2 separate regions of the Gossypium hirsutum genome follow, and region 2 is linked to region 1. The links are chromatin contacts, called in public Hi-C maps. All regions are on one chromosome and are shown on one strand. The core of a region is the stretch at or near the end of the contact, and the rest is flanking DNA. Distances in the headings are between cores, read along the strand shown.

Region 1 (2,759 bases), core at 100-2,599:
ATGTAAACGCCAACCAAGCTAAAACTCAATTGACATCTAACTATATTATTATTAAGTCTTAAGTTAGTGTTACAAGTTAATCGGACTCAACTAATTAGAAAAAAGTCTACAAATCAATCTTTTAAAAAAATAACAAATATTACTATGAAGTGTTTTTCATGGTTGTTTAAATCAAATTGGACTTGCCAGTGAGGCTGGTTGGATTGAGAACCGATTGAAATACTGGCTTAGGAAAAGGCATAAGATTGATTAACTTGAAAATTGGTACGGAACATTTGAACTAATTTTTATTTATTTATTTTGATAATTTTTAATGATTTATTTAATCAAATGGACGTACCAGTTGAATTAGTAGGACTGATCAGTTCAACCACTAATTTAATTATCTAAACTTTGATTTTTTTCAATTTTATTAAAATATAATTTTTAAATTCATAATAAATCTAAAAAAAGATTTAAGACACCAAATCCCAAAGCTTTAAACTAAAATTTGATTGTTTTTACATAATTCTTTTGGGTAAGTGACATAAACTATAAAAATGATTTGGTTTTGTATCCCCAGAAGACATTGCAAATTTAAGAGTTAGGACCCAAAAGAGCTGAACAAAATATGAACTGAAAAAGCGATTAATTGGCTATATTTTAAATGTTAATTAAGGATAAACAACAGTACAACAATTATTGTACCAAATATAATTCATGAGAAGGCGAGTTGATCTTTGCTCAAACACTCAAAATTCTAATATACGCAATCAGCTTAGCCGCCGAAGATCAAATTGCAATCCCAATAAGAAATATACAAACTAAGAGAAGCATAACAAGACAAGCAATTAATGCAATATCATCTTCTTCGTTTTGCAATTATAACCAAATACAACTACTCAATGAAATGATATTCCATAAATTTATTTCCAACTTCAACAAATACAAATTCTACATTTATTTTTTCATAGTGCAATTAAAAAGAAAAATCATTTTGCAGGTTTCAACATCATCTGAGCTGACCAACTCCACTTCATCTAATAATTAACGCATTATATAGGATAAGAAGATTATTAATATTAAAGAAAATACTATAGATAAATAGATAGATATCTTAAAAATCCAATTTCTCCACAAAGAGACAATATATAGTTGAATTCCTTGCCAACTCATAGTCTACACATTTTTTTGTTTTGTAAGAACATAGAACTAGGACCTATATAGCAAACAAAAGAGAAAAACTTGCATTAATCCATCCTTATCCTATCGAGAAAGAAAAAGGACCAAACAATTATCATCAAACATCCCACGTGGTTGGTTCATGGACATGGGGCATGTCATTTGTCATGACCTTCTAAATAATAATGGCAAATAAGGAAAGTGCATCAAAGTTTTTCACTGACATGAGAGAGCCCACCTTGGAACTATGAAACTACAGTTACAAATGTTAGCATATCTGATTTACATTTGTATAAAACAAAAGCACCATTTATTGAGTCAAGATATAACTAGGATATCTGATGATGATATGATGACTAGATTTCCCACCGTTTACATCACAGGGAAATTTGATCTCTTTTCGACTTTGGGTGAGAATCTGACAGGTAATAAGATAATGATATCCCAGGGATGTAAAAGTTGATATGATAACTAATACAGGTCCCATATGCTTCTCACAGCTATAAAACAATTTATCTTTACAGTTTTGTGGATTCAAGTGGGGATGTGGGTTGCCCCTCCTTTCCCCTTTCGCGATTTCAAAATTAAAGCAGTTTTCTGGACCTGTGTCCACCCATCTCGTGTAATCTGGGTGCCACCAAAATAAGAGAAAACCAAGGCGGTTTCCTTTTTTTTTCCATTCTTTACATTGTTTTTTAAATTAGTGGAGGTAGAATTCTGATTTTGTTAATTTAATCGATTTAATTAAAAAATTATTAAAAATTAAAAATTCGATTCAAGAGTTGATTCAATTAATTTTTAATTTATTTAATTGATTTTTTAATTAGTTTGTATGAATTCTCAACAAGGGCAAAATTATAAAAAAAATTTAGGAGGAGCAAAATTAAATTGTATATTTTTATAATAATAAAAATATAATTTAATCATTTTAATATTTATATCTTTATAATTTTAGGGGGTCAAAATATAAATTTACTTTATTAATTTAAATTTTTATAAATTTTAAAGGATCTAAATGAAAATTTTTCTATTTTAAGAGGGCGGGGCCTTGCAACCCTTAGCTACGGCCCTAATTCTTGATGTAACTGATTTAAAACTACTCTCTAAATTGATATCTTGATTTAATCTATCCGACCAATCAATCTAAACTAACTCAAACAATACTGATTTTGTAATGTTATTCATCATTTTCCTTTTTTTTTTCTTTTCTTAATTATTGCTTTCTTAAAATAATACAAAAACAAAAAAGTTATCAAAGTAGTAGATTTTGCAGTTTTTTACCAAAATGTAATGAAAGAAGTAATATTTCTAGAATCTGACTGAATCGCCAACTTTAAAGGGTATCTCAACTCAGTTTTTTAGTTTCCTGTCACATTGATCATGGGTCGAGGAAGGGGCAGGAGGGACACGACCTTGCTACGTGCTCAAGGATTATTTTACTATCTTAATGAGACAAAATTACCTGTTAGCAAAAAAAAAAAAAAAGTGCAAATCCCCTCCACAAATGATAATCACTTATTCAGTGTCAGAATGAAGAAACATAGTTCCATTTACTACTTTTTGATGAATAATTAAGAAAACATAATATTTTGATATAT
Region 2 (2,759 bases), core at 122-2,621, 210 kb after region 1:
GGACCACCTGTGTCAGGGCACACGCTCGTGTGGCCACCAATGTGGTCACGAAACCACCCACAAACAGCTTGAAAATCGAGTTTTCTGATCACTAAAGTGACCCCCAATAGATGGGACTCAGAAACACACTAACCAGAGTAGATTTCCATATCAAACAACAGTACTTTAGAACTTCGACAACCAACTTTCGAAAGACACCAAGATTGCCACATTCTATCAAAAACAAATTACAATTCACAATTAAAATAGAAAAGTTTCGAAACCCACGCCTGATTTGCGATCAAAGAAGTCCGAACATCGACTTGATGACGAGCAAGCGACTCTCCAAATTCCACAAGAAACACCATTTTCAAAAAGAAATTTAGAAGAACAAAAAAAAAGCTAAGAGAAGAAGAAAGAACATGCACTTCCCAAAAAAAATATAAAAATCCAAAATAATAAAAATAAAAATAAAAGTAATAATTATATTTTAAATTAAAACAAGTCCACTATAATCAATATAAAAATACATCACCCAAAACACACACACAAGGACTCAAACCCAGAACTCAAAGGCAAACTAACACACAACCGACCACCAGACCAACAAGCCCATTCTATCATTTAAACGCGCAACTAAACATAATAACACACCTCTTTCTCTGACCCTAACCACAAAACTTAAAACTTCTAACCCCAAAATTCAGGGTGTTACAATAGTGGCCTTTGGAGGAAAAGGATGGACAAATGGAATCTAATTTAAATTGTATTATTGGATGAAAGTATAATTATCAGAGTAGTAATTATATATTTTTTATAATTATAAAAAAATTAATTTTTTAGATATGTTTAATTAATAAGATCTAATTATATCATAATTTTTTATGTTATGATTGATAATATAAAAGTAATTTATATAATTACATAATTTTAAATTTTAAAAAATATCAAAAAGATCTTAGAAAAGACTCTCTAAAGAATTATTTAAGTAATTATTTATTTTGTTAATTTTAATATAGAATACTTTTTTAGGCTAGCATATTACGTACAATGGTTTGAAATCATCTAGTTTTGTTGTATGTTTAGTAAATTTTTTTCTCAAGTATTATTGATAATTTTTTAATAGTTAATATTATTTCTTAGAATCTAAAATTATCTAATTATCTAATTATAATTTATAATATCTGATCTGAATTACAAATTATACTTTCTTCCAATTCTATATGATATCCAAATACAGAATGAATAATATTTTTTATTTTTCAAGAATAAAATAAACCAAATCCTATCGATTAAAAAAAAAAAGAAGAAATAAAAAGGGGTGGAACTGGCGGGGCCATAAACACCTCTGGTCTTATCTAGTAATGAGAATGGCGCCAGCATCACATCTTTCGCTTTCTTTATTTAGAAGGAATTCAGTTGATAAGAATGGGACCTCGACTTTAGATGAATGAAAATATATATTTAATATCATAACATCTTTTTTAATGCATATTCCACTTTTTCTTTTCTTTTTGGTTTCGATATGCTTGCGTTGGAATCTTCAATGTGAGATGTTGATGCTTATTTTCAAATTTTAATAAGAAAAATGAAAAATCCAAACACCACAAATTTGAAGAGATGGAACTGGCAAGATAGAAAAATAGAAAAATTATTAATAAGTTCTTGAATTTTTTTTAAAAAATAAATTAAGTCATAAATAAAGAAAATACATTCAATTGAACCCTCTTTTCTTATAATTTTTTATCAAGTTTTATTTCGTTTTTCGAGTTATTTTTATCACATGTGACACAAAGATTGTACCATGCGATGGAAACTAATATTTTAAATTTAAAATTATTAAAATTAATATAACTTTTAATATTAATAGGTTTTAATTATTTTCTTTATTTTCTTTTATAATAATTTTTTGTCTTTTGTCATTTATAATAAATTTTATAATTTTCTATAAACTTTTATAATATTTCACATTCTATATTTTCTATTTTTTAATTTTTTAACTTTTTATACAATAATTAGATTTTAAATAGAAAATACTTATTCTCATCATAATCCTGGTGTGACATATGAAAATAACTCAAAAATTGAAATAAAACAGAAAGTGTTACCTGATAATGGTTGACTATTAACTTTAATGATGTAAAAGCTTAATTGATGAAAAATATAATGTTTGAGGGCTCAATTGGGTGTATTTTTTGTTCAGGGGTTTCTTAGACCATTTAGCCAAATATTTAAGGCTTAATGATTAATTTAGCCCCCAATGTTTACATTTTTTCAATTTGATCCTTATTCCTTTTTTATCTAAATTTGGCCGTTAACTTTTCAAAAATAGTTAAATAATTTTTTAAGCGGAAATGCTAACTAAAATACTAATTTTTTATGATGTTGGCGTGACAATTTGCATGACAGTTCACCTGTACTTTATATTGAAATACTAATTTTTTATGATGTTGGCATGACAACTTGCATGACAGTTCACGTGTATTTTATATTAACATAACACTATTTGTCTTATATACCACATCATCAAAAAAATTTTAAAAAATATAAATATATTCAAAATATAAAATATTAAAAAATAAAAAAATTAACATAAAGTACACATGGATGGTTATATAGGCTGCTAGTTGAGTCAATATTTTCTTAAAAGAAACAATTCGACTCTTTTTAAAAGATTGAGGTCAAATTTTAGCTAAAAAACCAAATTGACCAAAAAATACTAACGTTAAAACACTAAATTTGTCACTATGCCATTTAAAAATACATAATTTTATCCAGTT

The links. A called contact is a pair of places that touch in the nucleus more often than the background predicts.
Region 2: a contact with region 1 is called in a Hi-C map of hypocotyl, with 2.6 times the contacts expected there. The contact joins two enhancer-like sites. A contact is called at or near these places in 2 of 34 Hi-C or Micro-C datasets (anther and hypocotyl).

The regions. Positions count from the first base shown.
Region 1 is chrA08:40,313,627-40,316,385 of Gossypium_hirsutum_v2.1, forward strand. No RefSeq gene overlaps it. Among protein-coding and RNA genes, the nearest start is that of LOC121205256, 170 kb to the right of the region's middle. Within about 2 kb of position 1,350, at least 5 of the 9 cell types and tissues checked have an H3K27ac peak or open chromatin away from gene starts, as enhancers often do. A contact at or near this core is called in hypocotyl, where this site is marked.
Region 2 is chrA08:40,522,485-40,525,243 of Gossypium_hirsutum_v2.1, forward strand. No RefSeq gene overlaps it. Among protein-coding and RNA genes, the nearest start is that of LOC107946629, 22 kb to the right of the region's middle. Within about 2 kb of position 1,372, at least 3 of the 9 cell types and tissues checked have an H3K27ac peak or open chromatin away from gene starts, as enhancers often do. A contact at or near this core is called in hypocotyl, where this site is marked.